Linked DNA regions of Triticum aestivum: region 2 is linked to region 1. The links are chromatin contacts, called in public Hi-C maps. All regions are on one chromosome and are shown on one strand. The core of a region is the stretch at or near the end of the contact, and the rest is flanking DNA. Distances in the headings are between cores, read along the strand shown.

The links. A called contact is a pair of places that touch in the nucleus more often than the background predicts.
Region 2: a contact with region 1 is called in a Hi-C map of leaf, with 5 times the contacts expected there. The contact joins the promoter of LOC123187739 here to the promoter of LOC123187736 in region 1. A contact is called at or near these places in 2 of 5 Hi-C or Micro-C datasets (both in leaf).

Annotation. Positions count from the first base shown.
Region 1 is chr2A:91,169,445-91,176,217 of IWGSC CS RefSeq v2.1, forward strand. It overlaps LOC123187736 (SAC3 family protein B), which reads right to left and starts at 2,684. Exons shown (of 17, transcript XM_044599661.1): 1 at 2,192-2,684; 2 at 1,253-1,381. The coding sequence starts at 2,577.
Region 2 is chr2A:91,703,261-91,710,033 of IWGSC CS RefSeq v2.1, forward strand. It overlaps LOC123187739, which reads left to right and starts at 4,083. Exons shown (of 4, transcript XM_044599663.1): 1 at 4,083-5,105; 2 at 6,414-6,621; 3 at 6,703-6,773. The coding sequence starts at 4,306.

The DNA of each region.
Region 1 (6,773 bases), core at 1,434-3,933:
AAAACACTGATAGCTGTACCCACAAGGTTATAGTTGCAAGCTCCAGGGAAACCCAACTGAACTCACATCCAACAGAAAAATCCTCTCCAGACCTACACAACCATAATCCATGTAGGGTGGTCCATACAAAGACATGTCAAGCATGCCAGCTAAGATCAACTACACAACATGTAGCGTATCCTAGTATAATGATATGCACCATTTTTCATTTAAGAACTGACGGTGATTGATGTATTGTTCTCTGACCATGGCCTTCTGGCAAAATAACGTACTCCCTCCATTCCCTTATACAAGGCCACAAACTCATATTACAGGTACCAAGATAAAATTTAATGACTCCTTTGCAAGTCAACTTTTCTTTTAGTTAACCAGGATCATTAATACATCACAAGTATGCAACCAATGAATGAGAAGGAAGTGACTGAGTGTCATTATGACTACATGCATGTAAGTATTAAAAAGTTGCTAGTACAAGGAAACATCATTAATTTTTGCCTCGATTACTGTTGGTGGCCTTGTATTGATGCAAAATGTATTTTTGATAGTCGCCTTGTATAAGGGAATGGAGGGAGTATAAACAACAGCATTGGTACCTTTGGTTTTAGCCCAAGGCTGCCCTACCAAATACTACCTCCGTTCCCTAATATAAGACCTTTTAGCTTTTTCTTGAGTCGTATGTATCTAGACACATTTTAGTATGTATGTACACTCATTTTAGTATGTATGTATCAATATTTTGAAATAGCTAAAAGGTCTTATATTAGGGAACGGAGGGAGTATTTGGCTAGCCAAAGTTTGGTCAAGCTTTTGCTTACCCATGAGTTTGCTAACATTGGCAAGAAATGAACTAGAGTGGGCAAAAGAGAAGTTGGCATTTCAAAAGTACTGGCAACTATCCAAGCAAAGACCAAAATTTTGGTCATGAGCTGAAAATTGGCAGGGTGAGCTTTGTCCACCATCCAAACATACCCTAGAGTTCAGCAGAGAGTGATGAATATTTGGCTCAGTGGCTCATTGCGCAACTTTCAGAAGAAGATTGCATTGTACTGACAAGGATTGTCCCACCTACAACATTTGGACGACTTAAAGGAGAACAGTCGCTGGGTGACCTATATCTACGTATCAAGCCCTTATGTACAAATTTTCTGCACGCCATGTATACAAATGTTTTAAAGATATTGACTGGAATATATTGGATGTCCATTATGAATTCAGATAGCTTGACGAGAGATACAACATGAAGTAGTTTTACCTTCTTTGCCCCATACCATTATCATTTTCTGAAGGAACATTCACATGCTGATTTGATAGATTCGGCGGGGACCTGCTCCTTGAGGAAATACCAGGATGCATGGGCCTGCCTATGGATGGTGCAGCTACTCTGAATGCGAACACAAAAACAATCCATCAATAATGTACCATGGGTATCGCAGGTTTGGAACTGCAACCAGATGGGCTAGGATTAGGTGATTAACCACCAAAAAAGTTAGATCTTAGTCTACCATTCCAGCAGCAAGGCACCTTATCAGATATTTTGAGTTGGCTTGAACAACATGCAATTTTAGATGTTCCTTTTTATGTGCCATACCCTGCTCAATATCATTCACTTGGTACACAGTCACCAGTGTGGCTAAGTCTTGTGAATTGGCAAGTCCCTCCGTAACAAAATAAAAGATGTTTTTTATGCCCTATGCAAAACCAAAAAACGTCTTATATTTTGATACAGGTAGTACATGGTTGCTTCGTGCCATGCCAAGTCTTGCGAATTGGCTACATGGTTGCCTCGTGCCATGCCACGATCTCTAACGATCAACTTAGGACAATCCGTATTGTAGAAACTAGATCACTAGAGTTGCTATGACGCGCTAATAGTCAAATGTCGCAGGCATACGACCAAATACAAACTCATATGCGCATTTAGCCATCTCCAATGGGGAAACGGAAATCATACTCTATGCAATCACTGAATATGTGAAACTACTGCGAGTGGAATATATCTGCACAACGCCAACTACACTATGCGTCAGATTCTGAAGCTACTACACGCCTGTTCTTACAGTTACAGCTACTTGGATGCAACAGCAAAGCAAGTACAGAACAGAAACCTAGCCGACACTAGCCAGCCAGCTCGACAGCAAAGCTCAAACAACACAGATGCCACTTGAGGGTGTGGGGGGTGGGGAGCACTCACCTCGGCTGAGACTGAAGATGGCGCGCGGCGTGGCGAGCGGTAGCAGCGGCCGCGCCTGGGTCGACGGCACGAAGAGGGCTCGGAAACCTCACGGGACCGGAGGCGCCGGGAGCAGCTGCGGCCGGGCGCGCGGAGGGTGCCGGTATGGGGATGGGAGAAGTAGGGTGAGAGATGGGAGCCGCTGCGGAGAGCTGGGGGCGAGCGCTCGGGAAGCGCGAGGAGGGGGGCACGAAGGGGGCGGCCGGGCGAGCCGAGGGGAACTGCACGGGGGCGGGCTGCGCCGCGGGAGAAGGGGCGGTGGCCGCGCCGGCGCCGAAGGCGAGGGGCGCGGAGCCCGGGCCGCGGTTGAGGGGCCCCGCGTCGCGGCCGAAGCCGGATGCCTCCATCGCGGGGCGCGGAACCCTAGCCGGCGGCGGGTGTTCGTCGCCGGCGCGCGTGGAGGGAGGAGGAGTGGGGTTTGAATTGCAGAGAGATCGGAGGTGGGGAGGGGAGGGGAGGGAGCCGCCGGGTCGAAGCTTTTGGGTTAAGCGGCTCGGCGGGCAAAAGGGCTACTGACAGGTGGGGCCGGGCCGTCAGCCGAAGGTGGAATCAATTGTAGAGAGGTGCCTGCGGAATCGTGTATTCAGCTGTCACTCCTCGTGAGGTGAAGCTGTGAAGGCCGATTATCTTGGCCGTTCATGCATTAACGAACGGAACTGATAAGTCCCGAACGTTCGACGTTTTTACACCTCGTCCCGAACGCACTCGTAGCCGTCGCACGCATCTTGACGATAGCCCTTGCCACGTCATCACCAGGAGTCGTTCGGGACGAAGCCAAAATCGAACGAACATTTTCACTCGCAGGCGTCAGCTCCCTCAGTTATCACCACATCTCTCCATTCGACCCCCCACCCACTCTCTTAGGCTGGTCATAGTAGTGAGTAACTTACACTAGTGTCATGCATATGACACTAGTCTAAGTTACTATTTTTATAGTGTAAAGTAACATAATAGTAGTGTTATAGACGGTTTTATTTATTAACTTGTAGACTTATTTTGTATTAGGAAACGCTATGTTACAGTAACATATTATGTTACTATTTCTCATTAACTACTTGTCACATAAGTAAAAATTTCTTGAAGTGTGTTATATTACTAGCTAAGTTACTCATACTATGACAACGGCGTTGGGCAGGTCGGGACAACGGCGAAGGCGTCCGGCGGTCGGAGCGGCGGATGGTGGCGTGCGAGTCCGGCGGCGATAGATGCAGGAGGCTTCGGCGTTGGCTGGGCACCAGGCCGCGGCCTTGCATGTCACCGGATTTGAAGGAGGGGACGACCGATGTCGGGCACGCGGGGACATCGGCGAAGGCTTTCGTCAGTCGGAGCGGCGGGCTGCGGCCCTGCGCGTCACCGGATTTAGAGGAGGCCTGCGGCCTTGCGGGACGGCTGCGGCCATGCGGGCAGCAGGGTGCGGCCTCCGCGGAGGGCGGCGACCGGCACAGGCTTGAGCCGGGCTAGCTGTGTCGTCGGCAGAGGGGCAGGCGGCGGCCATGGCTCTTCTTCTTCATGCCACCGGATCCCAGGCCCGCTGGCCTCCGATGGTTACTGGCGGCCATCTTCTCACGTGGGCGGCGAACACGGGGCCACGGCCACGCCATTGACCCGATGTTGACCCCCACAACCCCTGTGAGCATGTTTTTCAGGTTTTAATCATAGCAGCATGGCAACAAACGTATATTGATTTTACCATCACAGCAATTTTTTAGATCCTAACGATGGGTAGCATGCTTTTCTAATTGCTTACATGGCAAGTAACTGATTTTTTCTCAACTAACCAGGGCAACATCATTTGCCCTGGAAAATTATTATATCAATTTGACATGGCAATTTTACAAACATTGAATACCTACCATCTTTGTTTTTCTAAATAGTTGCCATGGCAATTTTTGGAATGATTTTGATACGAATTTCCAGAGACCGTGGCATCATACGAAGGATGGCATTTTTAATTAAACACCGTGGCAAAATTTAAATACCCATTTGTCATGGCATTTTTGATTCACATTTGTTGTGTTAATTTACATACTCGGCAATTTTCTCATTCAAAAACATGGAAACTTTAATTGGAATACCATGTCAAATTTTAATACAAATATGTCATGGCGACTAGAAGCTTATATTTGCCATGTTTAAAAAAAATGATGGACCTATTTGATGATGTGGATAGTTTGTATGTCAAGATAAATAAGATAATGGGGAGAATCTCTTAGGTATATAGGATTTGGCAAAATTTGGATTTTGAATATAGCATGGCATTTTTTAACTAATTTAGACCATGTGAATATCTTTAATTAGATCATGAGAAACTTAATTTATGTATTATGGCAAGGTTAGGTCAAGTACGATCGCAAACTTAATTTTTGTACCATGCCAAGCTTATAATTCAAGGAAAATCATGTCGACATGGTCTTTTTTACATTTGTTTGGTAATGTCCACATGGCAAAAAATCACACTAGATGGCAAAATTTCTGTTTTTTGTGTGTGATTGGTGGCAGTTCTTCATGTAATTTTTGCCACGACAAATTTTCTTTTTTTCTTTTCTGTAATGGCAATTTTACCTCTGTTAACACGGAAAATGTAACTACACCGCCGTGGCAAAATCTTCATTTTTATTGCCATGGAAATTTTACTTTTATTTTTGCCATCCCAATTATTACCTTTTTTCGACCATGGCGGATTAACCTTTTATTTGCCATGGCAAATTTATCTCTGTCGACATGGCAAATTTTATTTAACATACATGAAAAATTTACTTTTCGTCACTCGTGGCAAATTTACTTCTATGGAGCATGCCAAGTTTTACTTCATGTTAACGTGGCAAATTTAACTACACCGGCCATGGCAAACTCTTCATTTTTAGCCATGGCAATTTTACTTTTATTTTTGCCAGCCAAATTATTACTTTTTTATTTTTCGACCATGGCAAATTAAACCTTTTTATTTGCCATGGAACATTTATCTCTATTGCCATGGCAATTTTTATTTAACATACATGGCAAATTTACTTTTCGTCAGTCGTGCCAAATTTACTTCTATGGAGCATGCCAAGTTTTACTTCACGTTAACATGGGAAATGTAACTACACTGGCCATGGCAAACTCTTCATTTTTTTTGCCATGGCAATTTTAATTTTATTTTTGCCAGCCAAATTATTACTTTTTTGTTTTTCGGCCATGGCAAATTAAACCTTTTTATTTGCCATGGCAAATTTATCTCTATCGCCATGGCAATTTTTATTTAATATACATGGCAAATTTACTTTTCGCCACTCATGGAAAGTTTACTTCTATGGAGCATGCCATGTTTTATTAATTTTTCCATGGCAATTTTTGCCTTTTGAACTGTTATCTTTTCCAAGAACATGGCAATTTTACTTTTTTTTTTGCCATGGCATTTTTACTTTCATTTTTGCCATGCCAACTTTTCAACCGTGGCGAAATTAAGCTTTTTATTGCCATGGCAAAATTAACCTTTTTATTGCCATGGCAAATTTAATTTTATTGGCACGGCAATTTTTATTTAACATGCATGGCCAATGGCAAATTAACTTTTTACTTGCCATGACAAAAATAACCTTTTTATTGCCATGGTATATTTAACTTTATTGGCACGACAATTTTTATTTAACACACATAGCCAATTTACGTACAGTCACTCATGGCAAATTTACTTCTATCAAGCATGGCAAGTTTTACTTTTATTTTCCATATCAAAAAATTACCTTGCATCGATGGCAAATTTTGCCTTTTTTCCACCGCTCATGTGATATTTTTTGCCATGAACCTTTTTCTTGTGCCATTTGCATAAAAAAGAGATCTTTTTTGAGCATGGCATTTTTTGCTTTTATAAAGATGATGGCATTTTTTTATTTGAAATCATTGGGTATTTTAGTAATACCTTGTTTTCCATTTTCTATCTATCACGACAAGTTTATTTTTGGATCATTTCAATTTTTTCAGAGCATGGCAAATTCTGGCCTTTATTATTCATAGGCAAAAGTGGGCTTATTTTGGTCACTGATTTTTTTGGCCCAAACTGGGCTGCAAAAAGGCCTGCGGCGATTGTGTTCAGGTTGGGCACTTCTCGTCCCGAACGGGAATTCTCGTTCGATCGATGGACTGCCAACTACCGAACGAGGCGTTCGGTGTGGGGTCTCCCAGGACCGAACGTTCGTTCAATATCGACGTCCTTAACGAATGGTCAATAGCAATAGCAATGTGATAGTTTATTCAGGTTTCAACTGCATTAATTAATAAAGAATAAAAATGGTTTTGAGACATAAAGTCGATGTTGTAGGGAAGCTAATCTTATTGCGAATTATTTGGCAAAACACTGCTTTAGATCTAGTGTGTCAGAATTCTGGGATTCTATTGCCCCTGATATTATTCTTTCGCGAATTGTAAACGATATGGCTATGTTTGAGGAATAAAGTTAGCTTATGTTAAAAAAAGACCAAAATGGTTATTTAAGAGCAAGCAGAAAGAAGCGAAAACCTCTTGAATAAAAATTAATAAATATTTTTTGCAAACCAAATCTCAA
Region 2 (6,773 bases), core at 2,833-5,332, 540 kb after region 1:
ATTATGGAATGATCCAGACCGATAATGATACTCTTGAGTAGTAGTACATGTGTTATTAGCTAAAAAAGAGAGCAGCCTGAATCGTGCTACGAGCGACGTCATGATGGATCAGTTGATCACCAGGGCAATCATGGCAGAACAGAGCCGATGCGCTCTGCCGCGAGCAGCACCCCGCTGCCATCTTCAGAACCATCCCCTGAACATCCCTGACACGACAGGCCAAATCCAAAATCGATAATTGAGACGGAGCCAGAAAGCGTCATGCCACATTGCCACTGGCCTCTGCCCACTGTTCAACATGGCCGCTGGTGCGATCCTCTGACGCCGCGGTACCTCGTCGGTGGTGGGGCGCCGCCGCGGTGGTGCCGATCGAACGACGGACCGGGCGTCGCGGGTGGAGCCACCGGCGAGAAAGTACGTGCGTCCTGCTCGACTTTCAGGTCGCGCTTCACGTGCTGGCTCGTCTCATGGATCCCTATCCCCGCCGCGGCCCGTGTCCTCTTCCCCCTGTCCGCGCGTGCACGCATCATGTCGCCATGACGATCGATCCATGGATCCATCGGTCCTCTCGTTGTCCGTCTCGCTTTTGCGCCCAGAGCCCGTGAGCTTTCCCGGCCGATCGGCATCACGCGTCCGGGTCCGGCCCTTCCAGACCTACCTGCTACGGGCAGCAGCTAGATGTGGAGTGGCTTTTGCGGTGGCGTGGAAGCTGCGGTGAGAGCAGACCAGCTCGTCCGTCCGCTCATGGCACCATGATTGGCACTGATTGATCCTCTGATTCCTAATGCGCCGGGGAAGGGGACAGCGTCGTCGTCTACGTACGTACACGCTTTTCTCCCGAAAGCCGGAAAGCGGTCGAGCTACAGTATTTTCGTCGTCTTTTTTGCGAGAGGTTAGTTAATCCACCGCTGAGTTTTGTATGACTTGAACTTTTCTGGGAAGCTTCGGAATCGGAGGATTTTTGCTCAAGCAAGGTAGAGGGTTTTGTGGTAGTACTCCATCCGTTCGAAAAAATTTGTCCCTCAAATGAATGTATCTGCATCCATTTGAGAAATGAGATTGGGACAAGTTTTTTTAGACGGAGGGGGTATATGACTTGACAGTGCAGGGATTCAGGAGTGCGTGACACCGACGCCGCCCGCATTTGGAGCGGCAAAACTAAACTAGTCTGGAAGAGCTCGGGATGCTTTTGCTCCGGGAAAGATCAATCGATCGGGGATGCATACGAATATAGTACGATACGATACGACGCGGTTACACCTACCGCCGGGCGCCGGCCATGCAAAAGTTGCAGTGGCGCAGACAAGAAGCATGCGTCCGTCCGCCGTGGCCGCTCGCTTCCAGAAGAAACCCGAGGCAGGTGCGTGAGGTCAACGTACGGACCCGGCCCCAAAGAAGGAAATCACTACTGGTTGAGTAAAACAATGGAGGAAAACCAATAAGCATAGCCCCTACCACCTGCTCAGAAAACATGGCTCACCTTACGTTGTACTACGTGCCCTCAGCCAGAAATACAGAGTCGTTTGTTCGGTACGGGCATGGCGAGTAAACAAAGAGGCCGGCCGCCTCTGTTCAGTGGTCACGCGGTCCTTTCCGGTCAGTTGATCAGTCAACGACCACACTTACGGAGTACTCCTACAAAATACGCAGTGAGATCGTCACCATCCACAAAATATACGTATAACCAGCCATCTAACCCCCACACGAACCACTACTCCACGCTCTACCGTGACGGTGTCAACGTCGTATCACAAACCACTCGATCTCCACGCAAATATTACGAAAAGTTGGTACGGATTAATACGAGCACAGCCGGCCACTCGACGTACGACAGGTGTCTCGGCATGTACTGTACGTACAGCAGCGTACGGTTCTCGATCCGTATCGCGCGCGTATGACGCAACGGGGCGGCTCTATCGCCCGTGACCAGCAAAAGGCGAGGCGATCGCCGCACCTGACACTATGCCCGAGCAGGGGAGCGGATCGGGCTCGGTCGAGTCGGCATTCATTTCGCGGCTCGTGGAAGTGGTTGGAGCCGCCGAAAAGACCCGACACGCCCGGGGGCCGCCCCGCCAGCGCTGTCCGTCCATCGCCCAATACATGCTCAAACTGTAGCGCCAGCCCTGTAATGCCAGCACCGTGTTTCCATTCTTTTTTCCCTTGCTGCTGCTGCTGCTTCTTCTTCTTCTTCTTCTTCTTTTTATAGCAAACGTATTTGTTCCATACGGGCGGTGCATCAGAGCATCTATAACCCGATATGGCAAATTCGGCACCTCAAACTTCCATGAACGCCACCGAGCACGTCCGTCTCATATTTAATGCTATGCATCCGATATTTCATCCCCTAGATCCATACAAACCGTGCAAAGGATTTTCTACATAGTACATACACAATACTAGCCTGAACTAAGCTTTTGTCACCGAAGATGTCCACGACATCCGTGCCGGGCGTCGAGTAGATGGGTGTGTAGGAGGGCTTCGGCTCCTCTTTTTCCTCATCCATAAACGCGAGCATCTCGTCGACTCTACCGCATGCTCCGCCATCGCTTTTTGCGGAAGACGACACTTGGCCTTCGTCGCCTATTTCGACGGGAGGGAATCGAGGATCGCCTGCAGATCCGCATCTTCACTGCACCCACGTCCTCCTCCTGCCCCGCGTCCTTCCCATTCGTCTTCCCCACCTCCTCCTCCTCCTCCTACTCCTCCTCCTCCTCCCCCTCCTCCTTCTCCGGATCCACCTCGTCCGGAGGTAGCCCAGCGGTGATATGGGTTTCGCGCCTTGCCCAGATCTGCTCAAACAGCTACAGTCAGCACTCCGGCATTAGATACGAGTAGCTCCTTACCCGAAGGCGTGGGGGCATGACTACTACTAGTGACGAATGCGCGAGTGGGAAGTGGCGGTGGCGGCGACGGACAACATGGGAAAATGTGAATGGGTAGGGTTTCGGTGCCGGTGGCCGGCTTAAATAGCCGTCCCAGGGCACTATGCGGCCCACTGGAGTGGCATCACGCGTTGACAAAGGAGACCAGCATCAGATTGCCGGGTTTCGGAGTGTTTCGTGTGGAACTTGACCGTCAGTCCGGACGTTTGAGGCTTATTTAAGATGGCTGGGGTCGGGTTTTTTGACCGGTCATTAACTGGGTCGTCCGCCCGGCTGTATGAGAGAGGTTTGGGGTGCCGGGTTGTAGATGCTCCTATACTATTTCAGCTGGTCATCTTAGCCGATCAAAAATCCTTTTCTGTATATATTTTGTGGTTGTGTAATTGGTACTAGTACTCTGCTACGGGATTGTGTGCTCCTCCACTTCAGGCCAACTCCACCGTATGACCTCAAACGGACGTCCCCTTTGTCCGGATTTCATCCGTTTGAGGTAGCAATGGGTAGCAAAACGGACATGCGTGTCCGGCTCATGTTGGAGGCACCCAGTGCAGCTGACTACCCCAAAATATCTGCCTGCATTTTGGCCCACGTCTGCGCCTCATCCGCCCACAAGCTCGCGCTCTCGCTCTCGCTGCGCCGCATCAGTGCTCGCCGGGGTGTAGCAGCAACACCCGAGCTCGCCCGTGCGCCCGTACCTGCCCACCCGACTGCCCGGTCACGCCACGCTCGCCACACAGATGTCGCAGCTGCTCGCCCCGTGCTTCGCCTGCTCGCCAGCGCGGAGGCTGCAGCAGCAACCGCGCCCGCCCGCAGCCCACGCGCTCCGAGCCTTGCCGGGGCGCTCGCCCACGCGCGAAGTTGCGGCACATGCAGCAGCGACGGCGGCTGGCTAGCTAAGCGGGTCTGCCGTTAGGTCGTCTGGTATGTCCGTTTTATCTTGAACGGACGCATCCGGATAAAATGGGGTCGCGCGGTGGAGTTGGCCTCACTCCGGTTTGGCAGAGGAAGAAGATACCCTGGAGAAGATGGCACAGAAAAACGACGACGCTGCAGCGACCAGCGGATCTCGCTTGTGACCACGTCCACGTACGCACTAGTACGCGCGAATAATCCGCGACCACAGTCATCTGACGTGCGTCGAGCTAACCAGCAGTACAAAATCCCCCCCGGTGACGGCAGCGAAGCGAGCCTCCACAGCAGAGGCACGCGGAGCCGTCGCCGTCGCCGTCGCCTCCCCGTGTCGCTAGCCGGCCATGGAGTAAGTAAGTAAGCAGAGCAGGGAGTAGTATATTACGCCAAGCCAAAGCTTGCCTGCCTCCCCGGCCGCGCTCACCAGCACGACACCGGCCGCGCACGCCAACGCAAGCCAAGGCGGCGGGTGGGCGGGAGCGCGCGCTTTTCTTGCACCGACTTGCGGCGTCGGATGCTCGTGGCCGCGCTGAGGCACATGCTGCGCCGCGTCCTCGCCGGCCTCCGCGCGCTGCACCCGCGCCCGCGCAGACGCCGGCAGGGCGGTGCTGGTGGTGGCGCTGGCGCTGCTGCCGGTGCCGGAGCGGCGACGGTGCCCAAGGCGCGCGTGACCGTGCGCCGGCTGGGCAGCAACGGCGGGAGCAGGAAGGCCGGCACCCCGCGCGGCGGTGCTGATGGGTCGGCGCCGGGGGAGGGACGGCAGCCGGTGACCATCCGCGTGGCGACGTTCAACGCGGCGCTGTTCTCCATGGCGCCCGCGGTGGCCGCAGTCCCTGAAGCGGGAGCGGAGCGCGAGGCCGCGCGCCGGAGCGGCGCCGGCACGGGCACGGGGGCGCGGCCGCGGCCCAAGGGGATCCTGAAGGCGCAGGCGAGCCTGCTGTCGCGGGCGCCGAGCAAGGCGCGCGTGTCCATCAACCTGCAGGACAACGAGATCTCCCTGGACCGGAGCGGGCGGCTGGTCGGCAGCCCGAGGGCCCGGAAGCCGCATCAGGTGATCGCGGGCGGGCTGGACGCGAGCCGGCGGCGGAGCGTGGAGGAGGTGCTGCGGGAGACGGGCGCCGACATCATCGGGCTGCAGAACGTGCGCGCCGAGGAGGAGCGCGGGATGCGGCCGCTGTCGGAGCTGGCGGGCGCGCTGGGCATGCGGTACGTGTTCGCCGAGAGCTGGGCGCCCGAGTACGGCAACGCCGTGCTCTCCCGCTGGCCCATCAAGCGCTGGAAGGCGCTCCGCGTCGCCGACCAGTCCGACTTCAGGTCAGTCAGTCCGTCAGTCGCCCTCCTACGGCGTCGCTCATTTCTGTTCCTGCATCGGATTCGGGGCTGCGGGTCACGTCGTGGTCCGAACGAATGTTCCATCCTCTTCCACTGTAAACGAACGAACGAACCCACAGCCGGCCCGCAGTCAAACGTCGCCAGTGCGCCGCATTAGTGCCCCGTCCTTGCGCCCGACCAGGGCTCGTGTGCCGCTGGCCATGCCAGGCCGGCGACTGTTGCCGGACAGCGGCGCCCGCTCGTCGGCGCCACCGGCGTGCTAGCCTAGCCCGTGTCCTTTTCGACCCAAGCAGCAGCATCTACTACTACCACTAGCTAGCTGCTCGTTTTCGCATGAACGTATGGTAGTTGTGCATTGCATGCGTTGCGTCCCCGGCCGGACCCCGCCCGGTCCGCCGTGCATTATTGCCGGTCGAAAGAAGCCTAAACAATCTCCATGGAAATTCCTGAGTTTCAGACATAACCTTAAAGCTTCTTCTCTTTTTTCTGCTCATTTTAGTATTGTTATTTCTCTCGTGGAAGCTTCTTGTTGCTTAGCCAGGCAGTGTCCCGGCTGACCCGTGTTCCGAGCCAAAAGCGGTACGTAGTAGGCACCGGGCTTCACCTGCCACTAGCGCTTGTCAACCCGAAACCCACGCCCGACAGGCAGCTAGATGCTTAGGGAGTAAGTATGACACATCTTGATCCACAACTTAGCTAAACTGCCTCTTTGTTTAGGGTTATTAGTTTAGTACCAAGCCATGGATTAGGTGAAACAGCTCCCTTGGCGCCTGGCACCACACACGCACACACACTCTTTCTCTCTCTCTGCATTCAGCGTCCACAATCCAAGGGCAAACGGCCGGCTCCCGAGGGTCCATGCTTTTCTCTCTTCTCTTTGGTAGCTTTCCCCGTGACTGATCAACCGGAGTCCATGGTTAGAACGACGGTTAGGGTGCCGCGGCGTCGCCGTCGGCGAACAGTCCGGAGTAGCTGGGCAGGCCCTTTCCGGGCGACGGCGGCTTCAATTCGGATCCACGGACGGACAGCCACCCACGGCCATGCAAGGAGGCCACGACAAGTTATTGCACTGCGTTTTTGTTTTTGTTTTTGTTTTTGTGTCCGTGTGATATCGCGATCACGAAATCTCTAATTATATAATAATAATGGATCGAGAGCCGAACGTGCATAATTCCCCGGCCTCTGTTGCTGTCCGAGCTTGATGGAGCCCCTGTCACCGTTTTTTAATGCTGAATGGTTGTCGGGAAGGAGAAGTGGTGAAAAATTGAAGAGGTGTGATGGCGCGTGCAGGAACGTGCTGAGGGCCACGATCGAGGTGCCGCGGGCCGGGGAGGTGAACTTCCACTGCACGCACCTGGACCACCTCGACGAGAGCTGGCGGATGAAGCAGGTGGACGCCATGCTCCGCTCCGTCGACGGCCCCCACATCCTCGCCGGCGGCCTCAACGCGCTCGACGGCACCGACTACTCCGCCGACAGATGGGCCGACATCGTCAAGGTCTTCAGTCTTCTCCGAATGGTTTCGAAACCTTGGACATTACGAGGCAATTCTAATGATCTTTGGTGTTGCATTTTGCAGTACTACGAGGAGATCGGCAAGCCGACGCCCAAGGTGGAGGTGATGAAGTACCTCAAGGGGAAGCAATACGT